2 separate regions of the Sus scrofa genome follow, and region 1 is linked to region 2. Evidence: chromatin contacts called from public promoter capture Hi-C data. All regions are on one chromosome and are shown on one strand. The core of a region is the stretch at or near the end of the contact, and the rest is flanking DNA. Distances in the headings are between cores, read along the strand shown.

Region 1 (4,495 bases), core at 41-2,540, 560 kb after region 2:
TTTTCAGGTGGTAAAAGCAATACACGAATGCTGCAAGCTAGGCAGACATGTGATATTACAAAGAGTAACAGGTTCCTTCCATGGACTCTGGATACCACTGCCTGGAACTGGCTACTGTTAATAGTTTGGTATGCCTGTCTTCCACATATTTATAAGGCTACATATATGTGTGAACAAGAAGCCAAGGAAATGATCCAGTGAGGGATCACACCTACCACACACCAGCAGGCAGGACAGACACTGGATTCTGGCAGGGGCTAGGAAAGGGCCACTCACAGGGACATAGCTCTGAAAGTGCAAAGTGAAGGAGCCCCAAGATTGGGGGGATCATATTCCAATAAACTCCAGGCCACACAGCCACTCACAGAAATGAACATGGAGGAAAGGAAGGCAAAAACATGCCTCCCTGTTCTTTTGGAAATGAACTTCTCAACTTGCACAAACTCCTCCACACTTGGCCCCGGCTCCCCATCGGCAGGTCTCTGAAGGCACAGGTCCTGTGTGCCACATGACTGCCACAATCTGGACACGCACGGCTCAGCTCTGCAGGCAGCCAGAGGCATCTGAGAGCCCTGCCGGTTTCCAGAGTGAGGTCAGGCTTGGCTGAACCTACCAGAGGTTAACACTGTCCACACAGGGGGTGGTGTGTGTTCCCATTCAGAGAAAGATCACAAATAAGCGGGTCTAAAGCCCGGTGAAGTGACTAAAGCCTCTGAAGCATTTCCTTAGACCAGTGGTTCTCAAAGTGTGGTACTGGGGACCCAAGAGAGCCACGTGGTCAAAACCATTTCATTATAATACCAAGATGCTATTTGCTATCCTCGCTCTCACATTTTCAGGAGTCTACAGTGCAGTTTTCCAGAGGCTACATCACATGTAATAGTGCAACAGTCTGAATGCAGAAGCAGATGTAGGAATCTAGCTGCTGTCTATTACACCTGACATTAAAGAGATTTGCAAAAATACAATACAATGCCACTCTTCCCATTAAGATTCCGTTTTGAAAAGAATGGTTATTTTCATGAAAATATATCAACATATAATACATCCATTATTATTTTTAACTGAATTTCTAAATAAACATTTCTGTTTTAGTTATGTATGGTACATATACATATAACCCACATAAACCAAAGTCCTAAGTAAAGGGGTTTTTGACTCCTTCCCCCAAAGTTTGAGAACGGCTATCCTAGAGGCTGTCCAGACTCCCTACCCCCACCCGGGAACACCCTCACCCTACCTCCTCACACCACCCCCTGAGGAGGGTTCTAAGTGTGGCAGGGAGGGAGGATGGGCCATTCTAAAGTGCTGGCTGAATTAGGAAAGGCTGCCTGTGCTCCTTCCTGGATCTCTGAATCCAATAGGACGGGCTCTGTGCCCACCCCTTCCACGAGGGTCTCTTCCCCCTCCATTTTCATTTCAGCAGTTAGTGTGGACTCCCCATCTGTGCCCTCCTCAGTGCGGATTTCCCTATCTGGCCACCCGCAGCTCCGTGAGAGGCGCACACCCTCTTTGGGGTTAGGACTTCCCAGATCAGCCCGAACTGTCTCAACGTGGATTCTTCCGGCGGCCCGAACAGTCCAGGCAAATAAGGCTGAGGGGAGCCATTTCCCTGTCCTCCGCGCGGCACAATCTGGGGACAGGGCGAGGGGTCAGTCCCCAGGAACTAGTCCCCGATTCTCCCCTCGGCCTTCCCCGGATCCTCGCCCCGGGCCACCTTGTGCGCTGCAGCCGGGCGCCGGGAAGGTGCCCGGGTGCCGCGGGCTCGCACCCACCCCGCCTGGGCCGGAGCGGGCAGCGCTCTGGCCTGGGGACGTCAGTCGGGCCGCGTAGTACTCACCGGTACTGCACGGCAGGGTCTGACGGGCGGCCCGGCACCAGGCTGCGGGGCGCTCCAGTGCGCTGCTTGGTTCCAGCCGCTGCCTCCGAGCGCCTCCCTCTGTCGCCCTCGGGCCACCGGCCGAGGGGCGGAGCCGGGGCGGGGCGATGGTGGGGTGGCCGGTGCCCGACTAGGACCCGAGGCCCGAGGGGCGGGGTGGGGCGGGGCCTGTAGGCTGCGGGAGACCTCGCCCCCGCACGCCGGAGGGAGGGTGGCTAGAGGTCGCTGGCCGGAAGCTGTCTCCGGCCAGGATCCTCCTCCGCGGGCCCAGGGCCTGGGACACGCTCTCTATGGGGAGTGGAGTGTGACTGCCCGGCTCGCTAGAAAGTAAGCCCAAGGCGCGGGGAAGAAATGCTGCATTTTAAAATGATTTGGCCGTCTCGGTGGAGGCTTCATTATCTGGCGCCCTGGTACCTGCGGTCACCTCCCCTCTCTTTCCTTTTGCCCCCACCCCCACCCCTGTCTTTAATGACTTGCAAAGCACGCTGAATGACTTGCGGGGACTTCAAAGTTTCCATGATTACGAATGCAGAGTTTAAACGTTAATTTTTTTATTTTATTTATTTATTTTTTAATGTGTAACAACACTTCCTAATGCAGGCTGTTCACTTCTCAGAAGTCAGAGACATGGCCGAGTTGACACTGAGTGGGTTTTTTTGTCTGCACCGGCTTTGATATGTTGCTTGGAGTTGCGCCTGCTCAGGCAAAGGTGGATGATTAGGTCTTTCTAGATGAAAGGTGAGATATTCTTGCCCAGTTTATATAGAGAGTGATTATAGTTTTCTGTCTTGAGTTTCTGAATAAAAGGATGAATAAATAATAACTAATACTGATTCCGGCTGCTACCAGTTACCATGTACTTACTCTGCCAGGGCCCTGTGATGCATATGTTATTCAGTTCATTTCTTCCAATTGCCCCATAAAGGGAGAAATATGACCTTGTTTTGCAGACATGAAATGTTCCTTAGCTGGGATTCAGTCCCCAGGGATTTCTGACTCTTAAGCCCCATTTCATCATGCTGCACGGTAGGCTATAGCTGTCCCCTACTTAAATTTTATATTTAAATATAAAAGGTTATCTTTAATTTTGAAAGAGGACATATCCCTTTTATTTCCAGTATGGGAGAAGACTTTTTTCTCACCCACTTTCTAAAGTCCTTTCATTCACTTTCATTGAACAAACTCCAACCTGAGGAGTTCCCATTGTAGCTTACTGGGTCATGAACCCAAACAGTGTCCATGAGGACTTGCGTTCAATCCCTGGCCTCGTTCAGTGGACTAAGGATCTGGCGTTGCTGCCTTGAGCTGTGGTATAGGTTGCATATACCACTTGGATCTAGGTGTAGGCAGCTGTAGCTCCTATTCGACCCCCAGCCTGGGAATGAGTGTGGCCCTAAAAAGGAAAAAAAAGAAAAAGCTACATTCATAACAAGGAAAGGCAGTTCTTGGGCTCATCTTAGCCTCCCACAAATATCCAACTGCCACCCCTTTCCATGCCAGTCATAGTCTTAATTTTTATGCCCTCTTTCTTACTGAGTGCCTTAATTCCTGAGCTGCCTTCGCAGGAAACCAGGATCCCCTGGCCATCTGCTTTACAATTAAGCACCAATCCCCTCAACATAGCTACTAATACAAACCAAATGTGATTAAATGTCCCATTGAATCCTTACAAGAGCCCTTGGAGACTTGTGACATTGTTGCCACTTTGCAGATGAGGAAACTGAGATTCAGAATGATTATATGACCTGCTTCAGGTCATATAACTTGTAAGTGGTGTTGCCGGGGTTTGAGCAAAGGCTGATCTAATTCCAGAGCTTGTGCTTTACATTCTATGCAACCAAATAAAATTTTATTTATATGAACATTGGCTATTGTGAGGTTATATGTTATTCATTCTTTGCAGAAAAGAAGAGGATCTTAAATGTCTTAGGAGGGAACACTGATCTGTTACCATATGGTCTAGAATTTGTAATTATTTTCAGGGCTGCGTCTCCCTGATAGCACAGAGGTCCCTGCTGCAGTCCTGTAATTTAGGTGCTCACAGGTAAAGATGCTCCCTATCCTGGGGGTGGAGATGTTGGAATTGGGAGCAGTAATGTCACTCTTCTGAAGTTGCTGCTATTGATTTATTTCATTTTTTTTCCCCAGAAAATGATATGGTGATGAGTTATTCACAGCTGAACATATACCTGATATTTATGTTGTACATGCTAGTATTGTAAATGCTCATAAAGTCCAGAAGGGATACTTCCATTCAGACTGAAGTATGTAGAGAGGTAACCTCAGTCCTCTTCCTGGTGGTCTAGAAAAAGAAGGCAAAATCTAAGAGATGGCAATCACAGCTTTAAGGACAGGCATGATGGCCACTCAGAGAGGCAGTTTCCCAGTACAACACTGCCACCTGTCAGATGCAGGCAGTAAATACACCTCTTAAAAAGGGGGCAGCTAGTGACCTGTCACCAAGGGCTTCTTAAAGATGAATGCCTGGGGTTTGAGATTGGAATATGTACACTGTGATATATGGAATGACTACTGTATAGCACAGGAAACTACGAAGTATTCTGTGTTGATATATATGGGAAAGGAATCTAAAAAAGAATGGATGCGTGGCATATG
Region 2 (4,394 bases), core at 1,260-3,759:
TACTGCCTTACGTCTAAGTGGGAGAAATTCTCAAACTATCTGATCGACATGAAAAGTAAAGTACCATTACCTTCCTCTTCTAGACCCACCTTTGGCTTCTGTATCACAAATATAATTCTATGTGATTAATTCAGGCATGGTAACAGCTGCCCTTAATTCAGCTTTGTATGTTTCAGAATATAAGAAATAAAGCTTCTAAAATTTAAGGAAAACTTTCGAATTATCACACTTAAAAAATAACCTTTCATTGATCTAATACACACAAAGAAGAGTTTGCCAATCAATTGATTTTGACTGGAAATTGTTTTAAGGTAAGTTTCTTAATATGGCACGTATTTTAGTACAATACAACTGAAGGTAGATTAAACAGAGACCAAGCTTTTTGAAGGCAATGAACCTGTGTTCCAATCCAGACTCTGATGCTGGCTATATGTGACCCTGACAAATATTTAGGATTCTGAACTGTAACTCCCTTCGACTGGGTGTTATTCACTTTTGACTACATCCACTATTGGGGTTGAGGAGTAGGTGTGTAAGTTCTGAAAATCAAAACATATAAAAAGGGTTTTGAAAATTTTATGCTCCTGTAACTTTATTCATTTAATGCTTGACAACTTCAACAAAGTCCTATGTATCTGAAGAGCTTTAGAAACACTCATTTGTTAGCACCCTATTGGCTATTTTTAGTTTCATCCAAACTCATTTTAAAAAACTATCATAAAATGTTTACAGTCAGCTTGCAACATTACACTAACATGTGAACAAGCATTTAATAATATGTGAATTCTCAAGAATTCGCTTTAACCAAATTGGCTAATTTGCTATATGTGGACTAAGTCATTCTTACCTCTCCTTTCTCTCTGCATCCTTCCTCCTCCTCCAAAAAACATATCAAAGATATCCATGGGGGAGCCAAAACCACCACCTGCTCCACCTTCTTTAATTGCCTGTTCTCCTCCTTTATCATATAATTCCCTTTTCTTTGCATCAGAGAGCACTTCGTAAGCTTGAGAAATCTGTTTAAACTGTGTGAGAAAAAAGGGGATAAATTTCACCAAAAAAACTCAACTGTCACAAAGCACAGCCACTGTATTAGACATACTCAATTTCATGTTGTAATGGAAATACCATACACCTGGCAAGAACTACCCAGTTATGTTAAAGTGTGAGTATGGTACTCGCCTTCTCTCCTTCATTTGGATTCTTATCAGGGTGGTACTTCAAGGCCAGTTTCCTGTAAGCCTTTTTCAATTCTTCTTGGGTGGCATTGGGTTTGACCCCCAAAACATCATAGTAAGTGGTTTCTTTCACCATTTTCTACAGCCTGAAATAAAAAAGTTCAATTTTAACTACTTTCAACTGGTAGTTTTAATTAGTAAAAATCAAGAGTTTAGGCAAAGAAATTTGTTCTTTGCCAAATCTGATCATAAGAACATCACCTTCCCTAAATTTCACAGAGACGGTAACAAGTCCTTTGATAATTCAGCCATTAAATTCTAACAGACTAAATATAAGCTAATAATTATCAGGGAATAATTAAGAAACCTCCCATACTACTTTGTTCCCACTTTCCACCTGAAAACCTCCATCTCGATTCTTCCTGTCTCCCCTCCCCATTAATGACAGGGCAGTAAAGACAAGACGCACTAATAGGTTCAGTCCACTGTCATTATCATCTTTGGTAAATCTGATAAACCATACACTTCCTAGAAAAGACGTCTGGGCACAAGGCGGGGAGGAAGCTCCAGAAAGCAAGCTCCCCTCCCCCTCAATCCTGAGACTGTTTCTCAATCACAGGACCTACAGCTTCTCTGCTTTGAACGCCGAACCCCTCTTGCCCCACAAGCCAGCATAGCTTACATGTTCTTAGGTTTCCCCCTGCACTTAGCGCCGAGCGTTGGGCTTCCTTCCTTTCTTCCTCCGACTCAGGAGCGAAGGGGTGGGAGAAGCCCAACCCTCAACAAAGAGAAGGAGGGGAGACCGGAGATGCGAAAACCGCAGCCTCCGCCAAGCTCCTCCCGCAGCCCCTCGCCCCTGGCTCCTCCTGCGCGTGCGCGCAGAATCGCCCCCACCCCCACCCCACCCCCAGCGAGGGCGGGCGGAGGGAAACCCGGAGGCGGCAGATCCTTGGAGACCCCCGGCTAGATAGGCGAGGGGAAAGCTTCTGGAACGGTATCGGGCCCAGCCGTTGCGCACCAGCAAGGGCTGCCGGGACACCCCCATCAATTCTACAGAAAGGGAATCGAGGATACAGGAACCGACAGCCCCGCAGCCCACGCGGAGCCAACCGCCACTTGACCGCGGCTCCATCCCAGTTCCCGGAGCCGCTAATGGCGCAGGCCTGGGGACCAGAGGAAGCGTGAAAGCAGAAACTCACCGGTGAGCGGGCCGAGGCCGATGTGGGGGAGCGGGAAGGAGCGCGTTTCTGTGCGCAGCTCGGGCAGCCGCCGCTCCTCCGCCTCTCACCGAGCGTTCTGGAAAGTTCCGCCCGGCGCGCCGCAACCGTCGTCTTTTGTAGCCGAGTCGCGGCGCGTCACCCGCCGGAAGTCCCACCCCCTCCGGCTGCTGCCACCGCCCCGCGGTTACCTGGGCAACGGCGCGGGGGTGCTCGGAGTGGGAGGGACTCAGCTGAAGGGCCTTGTGGGGGTGGGCTCAAGACTGGGTTCCTGCAGCTCGTAGAACTTTCTGGATCCCCTTCCTCCACCCAGCGGGCCCTAAAGTCTGGAAGTCTTGGGCGGGAACAGGGATTTGCCCAGTAGCGCTGCGATTCCGTTCCGGGCCAACTCAGGATTCACAATCAGGAGAGCCGCCGCCACCGCCGCTTGCTAGAGCTCGGAGAGCTGGGGAACAGGGACGCTGGCCGGGGCGGTGTGCGGTACAGGAATCTCTCAGAACAAAGCCTTGCCGCACCTGCTCTCCGCCGGCGCGTTTGACACCGCTTTTGGCGTCTCTAACCGGTTTAGTTTCTTAGACCTGAGGTTCTGGGAAGCCATGGAGCATGAACTTCTGATCAAGACGGTTGTGGGCTCCTGAACAGTCTCAGGCCTTGGATCTTGCTTTTTTTAACGCGCTGTCCAAAGCCTCGTAATTCACTGAACTGCGAAGTTGGAAGAACCCTCCGTGCAAGTTTTGGCCCCTGTACACACGATATATACTTTGGGCCTTGTAATACGTTGTGCTCAGGCAGCTCTAAACAGGGAAACGTTTGGAATACTTTGGTGCAAACCCAGGGCCTTGGAACCTCTCAGGCCAGGCATTCACCTGGTTTGGCTAGCCTAGGCACAGTAACACCAAGAGTGGCAAACTTTTTTTTTTTAAATAAATGTTATTAGAGTTGACTTATAAACATGTTTCAGGTGTCATCAGTTCACTTGAAATCAGTATATCAGTTATACATATAGCCATTCCTCATCAGATTCTTTTCCTACATAGATTATTACACGGATGGTTTTAATTATTGGACCTAACAATTAAGTTCTACCAGTCTGTGAGTCTGAATCTGTAGTTTGCAAAATGAGTCCTTGGGGCTTTCAGATGTTGAGCCTGGGGCATAATGGCAAATGTGGTCTGTTTTCTTTATTTAATAACAAAACATTGGAGTATCTAGCATCGGAGAAGATGTAAAGTTGAATAAGCTCTGTACACATTTTAGTAGGGAGACGAGAAGTGAACTAACTATAAGGGAAGTGGAAGATAGAGTTCAGCGAGGAAAGATCTTGTATGTTCACTTGATGGAACAGAGAAAGCTCCTTTGGGAAAGTGGCAGTTGAGCTGAGTTTTGAAAGAAGAGGAGTATTCCCAGAAAAGGACAAAGTGCAAGGGAACCTAAGGTTAAGGTGTGAAAGAATATGATGCTTTTAGGAAATTGCAGTTATTTGACTATAGCCAGAGCTAAGAGCTGGAGTGACAGGAGGTGAGGCCTCAGAGGTAGTTGGAGAGCACCTGTTGGTGTATCTTACTCAACTAAGGATTTTGAACTTTACCCTGGAGTTATCCCCAAGCTTATCACCTCAGCCTTATCTCTTTAAGTTGTCACTATCTGCATTTTCCCAAATGCACTTTTTCACCTGTTTTTGCTTGTGCTCCAGCTGACAAACCCTTAACATTTCCAATCTTAGGTGTTGCCATCTCAGATATCACCTCAGGTATAAAGGGCTTTGTTTTGTTTAATCAGCAGTTACTAAAAGTTTAGTACTGGAGTTCCCATTGTGGTTCACCAGGTTAAGAACCCAGCTGGTATCCTTGAGGATGTGGATACATCCCAGGGGACACCTCTCAATGGGTTAAGGATCAGCATTGCTGTGAGCTGTGGTGGCAATTGCAGATTGCTGTGGCTGTGGTGTAGGCTGGCAGCTGCAGCTCCAATTCAACCCCTAGCCTGGGAACTTCCATAT

What was found. Promoter capture Hi-C pulls out the DNA fragments that hold promoters and counts their contacts.
Region 1: a contact with region 2 is called in a promoter capture Hi-C map of liver, with 4 times the contacts expected there. The contact joins the promoter of LOC110255598 here to the promoter of DNAJA1 in region 2. A contact is called at or near these places in 1 of 5 promoter capture datasets (liver), 3 of 47 Hi-C or Micro-C datasets (heart right ventricle, liver and skeletal muscle) and 1 of 2 datasets of contacts at active chromatin or transcription factors (alveolar macrophages).

The regions. Positions count from the first base shown.
Region 1 is chr10:33,999,916-34,004,410 of Sscrofa11.1, forward strand. LOC110255598 reads left to right here and starts at 1,291. Exons shown (of 3, transcript XM_021064275.1): 1 at 1,291-1,651; 2 at 1,732-2,206. The coding sequence starts at 1,291. ACO1 (cytoplasmic aconitate hydratase) reads right to left here and starts at 1,980. Exons shown (of 21, transcript XM_003357729.3): 1 at 1,841-1,980.
Region 2 is chr10:33,443,047-33,447,440 of Sscrofa11.1, forward strand. It overlaps DNAJA1 (DnaJ heat shock protein family (Hsp40) member A1), which reads right to left and starts at 2,510. Exons shown (of 9, transcript NM_001244163.1): 1 at 2,378-2,510; 2 at 1,183-1,324; 3 at 848-1,025. The coding sequence starts at 1,314.